Linked DNA regions of Ovis aries: region 2 is linked to region 1. A link is a contact called in public Hi-C data. All regions are on one chromosome and are shown on one strand. The core of a region is the stretch at or near the end of the contact, and the rest is flanking DNA. Distances in the headings are between cores, read along the strand shown. Region 1 has its middle 120 kb from the start of HERPUD2. Region 2 holds the start of DPY19L2 (dpy-19 like 2).

Evidence for each region. Hi-C and Micro-C count contacts between places; a contact is called where the count stands out from the background.
Region 2: a contact with region 1 is called in a Hi-C map of tail adipose tissue, with 3 times the contacts expected there. The contact joins the promoter of DPY19L2 here to the enhancer-like site in region 1. A contact is called at or near these places in 4 of 16 Hi-C or Micro-C datasets (hypothalamus, liver, muscle and 1 more).

Annotation. Positions count from the first base shown.
Region 1 is chr4:63,125,105-63,130,639 of ARS-UI_Ramb_v3.0, reverse strand. No RefSeq gene overlaps it. Among named protein-coding and RNA genes, the nearest start is that of HERPUD2, 120 kb to the right of the region's middle. Within about 2 kb of position 2,064, at least 4 of the 54 cell types and tissues checked have an H3K27ac peak or open chromatin away from gene starts, as enhancers often do. A contact at or near this core is called in tail adipose tissue, where this site is marked.
Region 2 is chr4:63,457,008-63,462,472 of ARS-UI_Ramb_v3.0, reverse strand. DPY19L2 (dpy-19 like 2) reads right to left here and starts at 3,903. Exons shown (of 21, transcript XM_060415029.1): 1 at 3,376-3,903; 2 at 80-104. The coding sequence starts at 3,757.

The sequences.
Region 1 (5,535 bases), core at 815-3,314:
CAGTGAGTGAGATTATTTCATTTGCGTTGACTTTCCAGTGGTCAACTATTCAAAACAGCAACAACAAAAACCTTGAATGAAGACAAAATGAAAGGAGGAGAAAGGCAGTGAGGATTATAGGAAAATAATAGGATGGGTTTCTGTTGATGGACATTTAGATTGCTTCCATGTGTTCGCAATTGTAAATAATGCTGCTAGGAACACTGGGGTACATGTAGCTTTTTGAATTAGTCTTTTCACTTTCTTTAGATACATATCCAGGAGTGGAAATGGTCAATCATATGATAGATAAATCTAAATTTTGGTGTGAAATCTCCAAAATTTCTAATGAAACCTCAATTTTTTTAATCTGGAACTTTTTAAAAGGGAACTTTCTGAGGTCTGAATGGCATCTCAGAGTCACCAGTTTGTAGTCTTAGGTCTAAGGGAAGAGCAGGGTCATGCAAAAACATTTAATAATTCCCACAAAAGAAAACCCCATACGACTAAGAGTAAAGCATGCAAAAAGGATCCCAGGGGTAAGGGCCAAGATGGTTCAGAGAAGAAAAATATTGGGGAGATGGTAGGGTTATTTGGCTGAGAACTGGACAAATTATCATCATGGCCTGTCTACATGAATCAAATCTGCCAGATAATTACTCACTTCCCTACTTTCCAGAGCCTGTTGAGTATTCATTTTCACAGTTGTATCCTAAATTTAGCTCTAACTCTGATAACTGGGACCTTGCTTCGGGTCTATTCTCTGACCTGGTCCTGGCTAACATCCAAGAGTCCAACACTCTACAGAGGTGTAGAAGTTACAACCTGAGTTCTATTGCTCTGCTGCTGGCCCTTCAGGCCTAATGCTTCAGAGCCCCAGATAGAACGTGAGCAACCATTACTTGCTTGTAACTGGTGAGGACGGCTCATGGGACTATATAGTTATTTTGGAGCTTAGTACATATGTATTATACTTAGTCCATACCCTTAGTTCTAACTTAATTCTCCATAAATAATCCTTATTTTAGGAAAGAGGTAATTGGAGCCCAAAGAGGTTAAGTAACTTGTGCCCAAGGGTCACCCAGCCAAGAAGTGGTAATCCTGGGATTTTTACCCAGGTCTTCTATGTTATATCCACTCTTTCCTCTACATCTTCATGTATTGTTGAAATTAAATCAATCCAAATTACCTCCTCACTAAAACACTTTCAATAATTCCCTGGTGTAGTGTCTTAAAGAATAAAATACAAAGCAAGAGCATTTGAGGCCAGCCGGTTTCAGTCTTGGCTCTGCCGCTTGTTTGCATGCAAACTCAAGCTGGTGACCCTGCTTCCCTGCCCATCAGTCTTCTCTCCTGTAAAGTAGAGATTCTATATACTCAGGAGATGCCAGGAAGAATACATTCATTGTGCATAAAAAGACTCTAGTCCAGTGCCTGGCACACATGAAACACCCAATTAATGGGATTTCCCCTTTCCTAATTAGAGGATTGGGCAGTTTTCCTAGTATATGTTGGAAAGTCCACACGCACGTTCCCCCTCTTGTAATACTTGGTCACTTGGCAGAGCTGCCAAAGGTGAGAGCTTTTGCTGCACTTTCCTTCCACCCCAAAAAAGTGCAGAGGCCCCAGCTTCTTGTCCTTTCCCTCAGAATCATTATAGATATCAGTCATTCCACAGGATGCATTCCACAGAACGCAATGTTCCTTGATATTAGTAGGTCTTGAGTTCATAAAATCCCAAGTTAAGCAAAGTTAAACAGATGTTTTTCTTGCAGAACTTTTCAAAGTTTTTAAAATATTAAGATGATTTATGACACTCAAAGAGAACAGCATACAGCCTTACCGAAATTTATTTAACTACAGTGCCTTGTTTTCTCACTGAGAATCTTGCCAGATTTGCGTTTTGAAAAGTACATGTTGGGAAATACTGGTCTGACACTTAGAACCATTCCCGTCACCAGACTGAAGCGATGCCTGCAGCTCTACTGAGACTACACCAGGGCTGCCCACCAGTGAATTTTCCAAGAGTCCCGTCATTTAAATGTCTAATGGCTTTCTCTTCTGTGTGAGCTGCATGCACTAATATCCAGACCAGTAAGGTTTGGGTACACATTTCAGAGCCCCTGGCTGAAGCTCCAGTAGAACTAGGACTGGCGCTTAGAGATTTGCGGCCACTTTTGGGTAGGAGCTAATGGGGAGGCAGAGCCACCTACAGGATGCTTGTGTTACTGCACACGGAGAGCAGCCCGTGGACAGAGGGACTGGGGGATGCAGTGAAGCACCTTCTTTACTTCAGATGGACATTTCGCAGTGAGAGCATGGTTTTTACAGGCAGACCTTTTATTTTTGTCTTACGGGAGTGAGTAGAGAGATGTGATCTTGACCAAACGTGTGTGTTGGGGAGGGAGGGGGTATGAAGTAGATGTTTCCTCTGTAAAGTTGAATGTTCATTAAAGAATACAGAAAAGTGGGCCCATTTTCAGTAACTCCATATCAACAACAATGTAACTGTAGGATTATGTTCACCCTGACAATGAGATGTGCCCAGTGGTTTACAGGACATTTTGCACAAAACATTTGAGGGCTCTTCATTATAGCAACTAAAGCCTCACAGTGGTTTCCTAGATGTATCTTTAGTATTTTGAAAAATAGACTTTTCTTCCCAAAAGTGAAGTCAATAGCACTTATGTCATAAGAACTCTGCCTGATGGACCACATTTTATGATAAAAGCAAAATGAGAAGCATGTTAATGCACTTAGTAACAGATGTGCACAGATGTGTTCAGGCCGATGGAAACGCTTTTATCAGACCTCTCAGGGCAGGCAAGGGAGGAGAGTCATGTGCTGGGACAGATCATTCCCAGCTCCTTTTGTGTGCAAGGAATGAGGGTCATTCCTTCATCTAACATACAGCAGTGTTTCCTGGCCTGTTACCTACCTACCAGACACAATGGTAGGTGCAGCAGACCTACCTAGCAGATCTGGTAGGTACAGCCTGGTGGGATAAAATGCATGGCCTCTCATCCTTGAGATACCTGGTCCCACCAACCAACAGCAGTGGGAGCAACATTTACAAATAGGGAGAATCTCAGAGATCATACTTTGAAAAGTTCTAATTAAGAGATGTTCCCATACTTAGAATAGAATTTGCCAGCAAGGAATAAAGAGAAGCCTGAGGCATTTTGTTAGGCAGGACAGTTATGCCCAAAGTAGAAATCAATTTGTCTTTTCCAACAGTTCACTTGGATTCATGCCCTTATGAACACTTTCCATCCGAAAATTTTTATGAAGAAAATTCAGCCTATTTCTATAAGAACATACTACCTAAGCAGTCTGTACATAAGACAAACTTCAATTATTTTGATGATTGATAGTTTATAATCAGAAATGCTAATGAAAGCAGCTTTATAATCTGAAAATCCAAACATTAAAAACCCCAAAATGATGCTTATCATTCTGAATTCTCTTGGCTCACTCTTTGCCTTGCTTTTTTTTTCTTCTTTTACATCTAGTTTTTTGTTTTTGCTATTGTCTATTTTATTTTTCTTTAAAGTTATTTTACATCCTTTAAGGAATAAATACATAGTTTTTAATATTAGAGACTATTGTGGAAAAGAGCTTCTATTATTTTTAACTTGGGTTATCTAGCTGAATTATCTCGATAAAAGCCTTGAATGTTAGTATTCCCCAGAAACCAGAACAACAGTAACTCAGAAATAATTAAGTAAATCTGAAAGAATCATCAAATTCCAAAACCTCAAAACACTACTTATTTCTGCAGTTGTAAAAAACAACATGCTTCTTAATGACAAAGTCCATAAAACCCACAAGATGTGGCTTTAGCTATAAAACAAAACAACTGCAGAAGACAAGATAATTTCTGGAGAAAAATATAGTCAACTCTAAATATTTCATGCGATCTGTAAATGGAAGTTATCCTAGTGGTTACTTTGGGGCTGAAGTATAGATTGGGAAGGGGCATGAGGAAAATTTCTGGAATCCTGGGATGTCCTATGTTTCCACCTTGGTGTTAGTTAGACATACGATTGTTGTTTTTAAGTCCCTAAGTCATGTCCAACTCTTTTGCGACCCCATGGTCTGTATCCTGCCAGGCTCCTCTGTCCATGGGATTTCCCAGGCAAGAATACTGGAGTGGGTTGTCATTTCCTTTTCCAAGGGATCTGCCCAACTCAGGGATTGAAACTGAGTCTCCTGCATTGCAGGTGAATTCTTTACCGCTGAGCCCTGAGGGAAGTAAGACATGTGTTTATTGATGTCAAAATTATCAAGTCGTATGCTACAATTGGTGTACTTGATTTACTTAACTATGTTATACATTAATTAAATTTATAGTATTTAAATTTATTCTGTTATACTGTAATTGAATTAAACATGCTTTTCTATGTTATACCTTAATATGTATTCAATTAACACATATGTATGTAGGATTTTTCATTTCAGAAATCTCACTGAATCTTAAGATAACCCAAAGTGAAATTTTAAAGGGGTTAAATTTCATTCCCTATACTCTATCTATACTCTTATTTTCCAAAGTAAGGAAATGGACATATGTATAATTTTAAAGTGTCCACCTAAAGTAAGGAATAAAACCAAAACATGTCCTGCTTGGAAAGAATCACTTTTCTTGCACCCAGATGAGGCACCTGGGTCTCCCAGGCCTCCTCGCACACAGGCCCGAACTCTGCTCTCAAATGAGCCCACCAGGATGGTCCTGAGCCCTTGGGGAGCTGGGCTTGGAGGGGCTCCTCTCAGGAAGCAAGGGGACAGTTGGAGCTATGAGAGAGGCAGGAGTCCTGACCTGCCTAAGTCTGAGCGAGCAGCACTGCATGTTTAAAGACTCAGAAAATGCTTATTCAGTCGGTTGAACAAGGAGTCCCCAGGGAGCCAGGGAGCTGAGAGGGAGTGAAAGGCTGCTTCCCAGGGCTCACAGAGGCCCAGCTGCCTGTGCATTCTTTACTGCTGATCTACCCGCATACATCATCTCAACAGGGAGCAGCTTGACTGTCAGTGATTTTCAGTGGGAGAATATGTATCTCTTGAAAGTGTGTATTTTCTAAAATCTTATAAACATTAAACAGAATTTCAGAGATGCAGTGCCCAGGCGATTCTTAGTGAAACAAGCCTCGTTCATGTCAAAGGAACCAGCACAGACAGGCCACCACACTCTCAATGCCAAGTGCTGGGCAAATTCCTGGGGAAACAGAGATCCACAGAACCATGGATTCAGTGTGGAAAGCAGGCCGGCAAATGAGCCATCGCCAGCCATGCCAACTATGTCATGGACAAGTACAGGGTACTGATGGAAGTGTAAGGCACTGGAGACTCTTTCCAGGCAAGTTAGGGGAGCTCTGTGAGTGAAAGAGTCCGACTCTTTGTCACCCCATGGACTATACAGTCCATGGAATTCTCCAGGTCAAATGCTAGAGTGGTAGCCTTTCCCTTCTCCAGAGGATCTTCCCAACCCAGGGATCGAACCCAGGTCTCCCTCATTGCAAGAGGATTCTTTACCAGCTGAGCCACAAGGGAAGCCCAAGA
Region 2 (5,465 bases), core at 2,654-5,153, 330 kb before region 1:
TTTTTTATATATACAAACAGTGATGGTAATTTTTATAATCCAAATGTTTATATATATATCAAACCGAAACTAATCTTACCAGTGCAAAATTGCCACAAAGGCAGCTGGAAAAAGAAAAAAAGGAAAAAGTCATTAAAAGTTGCTTTACTATAATATGCCTTTAAAATGACTATTTAATAACTTTTAAAATAAACACTGCAATGTTGGAAGCTTCCAATCATGCTTCTTCAGCTCTTTTTCCATATTCTCACCATCCTGAGCTCAGTCCTACCACTCTTCATTTCTCAGACGTCTAGTTTTATGTCACAATCAGCAAACTATGGTCTGTGGTCTGTCTGGTCTGTTTTGTCTGCGAGCTAAAATGGTTAATTTTTTTAAGGGTTGTAAAAAATAGGAAAGAAGAATAAATAACAAAGACTGTATGTGGCCTGAAGTTTAAAATTTTTACTTGGGTCTTTACAGAAAAAGTATATACTCACTACATGTTAACTTTCCATTTAATATATGGTAATACTATCAACCACTTTAAAACTAAACCTATACCTTCCCTCTCAACTCTGATAAGGTTTCATTAACTCTAAGATAGATAATGTCCTACTCAACTATATTTGTATCCTCTTTCTTATTCTCAAGGCAATTACTCCTAAAAATAATACTTAAGAAAAAAATCAAATATCCTACTAAGTCCATCTAGCTTTCCAAAATCTTCAAAATATTAGTGTCTCTCACCCCCTCCCCTTAACCCACATTCCCTACCCAACAAAATTATAAGGTATAATGATGTCAATACTGTAAATGCAAAGAAGGGCTTATCACAGCTCCTTCTAAAGTTGTGATTAAAAGCCTGTCTCCTGTATCCTGCCTCTGTCAATTTCACCTCTGAAAGTGACCCAAAGACCATTTGACGCTAGCACTCTCAACATCTCTTATATCCATTTCAACATTTCTCTATACAGTGATCTTTGCTTCTCTGTTCTCTACTGTCTCAGAAGAGGAAGTATCTGTTCTCTTTTCTACTGATAGCTTCTCAAATTCATGCCTTTAGCTCCATCCTTCCCAATTATTCCGAGACTGCACCATCAAGTATTTACTCTCTTCAAACCTCAATCTCACCCTCTCTCCTCAGTCCTTCCCCTTCAGCCTTTAATATTCCCAAGCCTTAAAATACTTCTCTTGATATAGTAGACCTTCCAGCTACGAAATATTCTCTTCTCCATCCCCTGCCATGCCTGACAAGATAATCAGCCAACTTGTATAAAGTTCCTATAACTCTTTTAAATGACCGATGACCCTTCATTTATCAACATCAACAGTCTCTTTCAATTTTCCTGCTTTCCAATCTCTCTGTAGAATTTCACCAGATCCTCAGATTTCTTTCTCTATCAAGACTCATCATACCAACCTGCCAATTCTTCCATTTTCTGACCATTTTGTTTTTATATGCTTCTGTTTTTTATTTTTCTCTTCTCTCTTAAAACAAAGTATGCAGGGGTTTTCCCAAGTATCTTTACTTTGCTCTCTTTTCTATCTTGGAAATCTCATTCAATGTTAATGTTTCAACTCACTTCTACATGAATAATTCCCAAGTCTACACTCCTCATGCCTGACCAAATGTTCTCTCTTCCTCTCATCACATTCCTTTTCTCTCCTACCTCATCACCTACCCAGTTCCTCTCAACATGTTTCCATCAACATGCACCTCTGACTTCTCTTCTCCATTCCTACTGTCACTGCCCTCATTAAGGTCACTGCTGCCTGGGGCTTCCCTGATCCAGTGGTTAAGAGTCCACTCTGCAATGCAGGGACATCGGTTTGATCCCTGGCCCCAGAGGATCCCACATGCCACTGCAGAGCAACTAAGCCTGAGCACCATAACTACTGAGCCTGTGCTCTAGAGCCTGGAAGCTGCAACTACTGAGCCCACATGTAGCAACTACCGAAGCCCTGGTGCCTAAAGCCTGTGCTCCCCAACAAGAGAAGCCAGTGCACCCCAACTAGAGAAAGTCCACATGCAGCAACGAAGACTTATTACCACCAAAAAATAAAATAATAAATATTAAAAAGACTACTATCGTCTAGATTCTAGCATACAACTGTTTTTTTCTACCTCAGTCCATATCCAGTCCATTTTACACACTGCTGTCAAATCAATCTCTGAAGCACACTTCTGATCGTGTCACTCTATTTAAGTCATTTAATGTCAACATCAACAGAATGTACTAAATGTCACAAAACTGTTCACTTTAAAAATGGTTAATTTTGTTATGTGCCTTTCACCTCGTTAAAAAAAAAAATTTATTTTCCTAAAGAAAAGAATCCATCAGTGCCATCCTACTGAATGAAGTTCAAATGCCTTAAATGTAGACTTGAATTAGACTCCCCACGGCTGGTCCCAACCAATTTTTTGAACACTCTATGTTCTCTTTTTGTACCCTTACTTTTATTTCATATTTTCTTACTTCCATGGCTCTGATTATGCTGTTCTATAGGCCTCTAATACTTGTTCTTTGCTCCACACATTCAAATATTACCTTTTTTGGTCCCAATTAAAATCCCACATTTTCCGTAACTAGACATCTGACAAAATCTAAATATGAACCCCTATTATTTCTCAAGTATTGTCTACATGCTCCAGATGTGGAGATCCATTCTACTTTAATATCAGCAATCAACTTACAATGGAAAAGAAATCACAGCTTACATTAGGAGACATCTATCTGTGTTTCAATATACAACAGCAGCCAGTATGAGCAAGGACTAGGCTCAAAATTGATCTTAATGAAACAGCAAAATTTACATCTTCTAAAATTAGGAATGCAAATAAAGAAAAACCTTTCAAGGGCTTAAATAAGAAAGCAATTTAGGCATCAAGCTCCTCAGCAAGATGAAAGTAAATAGATACCAACATGGAGAAATATATTGCCTAATTTGATCCTATTTCCCCTGTGAAAGATTCTCAACTCATTAAAACCAACACATTATTTTGCTTCATTCAAGGTGCAGAAAAATATAAAGTCTGACCTCCCCCTCCCCCAAAGCTACCATTTTTACTAGGGATAAATGGCTGCCTTAAGATGACATTTTGTTGGTGACACATGAAGTTATCACTGTGCCTGCAAACCTTTGAAAATGTTTTAAAATAAGAACTAAGGGGGCTCGGAATTCTTGTCAGCGATTTTCCAGATACTGGAACTCGCCATTATTGCTGCCAAACTTGCTTGTTAAACTGATATTCAAGATTCACGGAAACCACGTCCAACCCTAGGCTCAAGAGGGTACACGGGTCTCTCCATTGTGAGCCTAGCCTCCCGGGAGTGCTGGTCTCGGAGCTGTCGGGGCTCCAGCAAGGGGCTTTCCTCGGTCGGTTCCGCTCACCTATGCCGATGGCCCCCCTGCCCGAGACCTGACGTCTTTGCAATACTTGAGCCTTGTCCCAGAGCTGCTCCAGCAAAGAGCTGAGAAACGGAAAGCGGCCGTTCAGAAAATCGGGCCTTGTGACCATCTCCACTGGCACGCAGTTCTGCGTTTTCAGGTTTCGGATCCTCCGCGGCGAATAATTCCGGGCGCCCCCTGGCAGGTTCCTCCTGCGTGTGCGCAAAGGCAGCTCCGGCCTTTTCACCTCCTTCTTCGGCTCCTCCTCCAACTCCCGCTCCCCAGTTCCTGTGGCCCGGCGCCGCCGTCTAGACTGCGTGGAGCGGAGAGAGTGCGACGGCTCTGAAGCCGCACCTCTGAGCTTATTCCTCGTTTGCCCGACCATTTTCTCATAGTCCCCGTTCGGATGGGGCTGGTACTCTCTCCGGCGCCGGCCCGGCCCGGCCCAGTCAGGGGAGGTCCGCAAGAGACCTGGCTCGGCTCACAGCCTCAACGACTCGCCGCAGCGCCGTTGCAGGCTGCCCGGTCGTCAAGGCGACCGCGAAACAAAACCCAGGCTGCCTGGCGCCGCTCGTGCGCCTCTCACGCGCGCAGCCCCACGTGCGCTTATCCTGCGCACCCTGCCACGTGCACCTCCCACGCGTTCAGCCCCAGGTGCCCTTATCCAAAGCACCACGCGCAACCTCCCTCGTGCGCTACCACGCGTGCAGCCCCATGTGCTCAGGTCCTTAGCACCGCCCCTCGCGGACTCTCCCACGTGCGCCCGCACGTGTCCATTCTGTAGTGAGCGGACTGCTCCGCGCCCCAAGCACATCTCCTCGCGCGTTTCCCCGCGCATCTTCTCACGTGCGCGGCTCAGCTGTCATACCTTGCTAGCGGACAAGACAAGAACTTTCTTCGTTTTAATTCCTTTCTTCGGGTTTAGCCTTAGCTTTGTTTTTGCCAAAAGGTTGTCTGTTTCAAGGTTATTAACAAAAAAAGGAGATCTCAATTTTAAAAGTAACAGTAGGGGGGAAAAAAGCGAGGGAAAGAAGCTAAAGCGTGTCACGCGCCTGGCACTTACTAGGAGCGTCTCTCCTCGCCTCCTTGGAACACTTGGCTGGTATGGGACACGTAGAGTTCATCTCCTACACCGAGGCAGTGGCCCGAGGCTGCAGGCAGCAGGTGGCAGAGCTGGCGTGAACCCGGTGAGTCTAACCGCACAGCCTCAGGTTGGATGCGAATTCAGTGTTCTCCCCTTTGAGGACAGAGTTTATCCATGTACTCTGAAGTGAAATTGTGTCCCAAACCAGATTGCTCAGAATTCCTCAGCAGTTGAGCGCGGAGCTGTGCTCAGCACTCTCACCTTTCTGAACCAGAAACCACCCGGGACCACATAAAAGGAGAAACCCACAGTCACTGCAGAGCCATACGCGACGCCACAGCGACTGGCAAAGATGCACAGGGACCCTGGCGCTTGTCACGTCCTCTGCTCCCGGCCCTGCGGCCGGATCCCACACCGCCTCACGTGCCATGTTTCCAGACCGATCCAACTCCCTAAAACCCCTTCTCCCCCCCCCTCCCCCAACTAGTCTAGACGCCCTGCGGCTAGGTTAATTTCCCGGATGCCACACCGCTCAGAAATGCTCAGGACTCCCATTAGCCCATAAATAAAAGTTAAACTCCTTGGCTTGTTTATTGGCACCTTTAGTAGCCTGCCCCATCTACCTTTTCAACTTCAGTTTCCCACGTCCCCGGACACAGATCTTCCTCTCCAGTCATTCCAAGTGAGGTCTTCAGTGTGACTCCGTAACTGTCCCTTTACTCATAACCTGAAGCCCTCTTGGGTTCTCATCCGTTTTTGCCTGCCTCTTTCAGTTTTGTTACTTTCCAAGCCCCACCCGGTTTCTCCAGCCCAGGTTAATTTCCCTATTTTGCAGGTCTAAAATCTTGTCACTTAAATTCAGTAAGTGTTATTATTAATTTGCTGGTTTGTAAGATGACCCGCCTCCGCACCCCCCCCCCCACCGCGCCCGCCCCAAGGATCCTTTCTATGTTACTGGCACTGTGTTTGCTGCTTAAAATGTTCACGCATTTAGGGAATTCCCTAACAG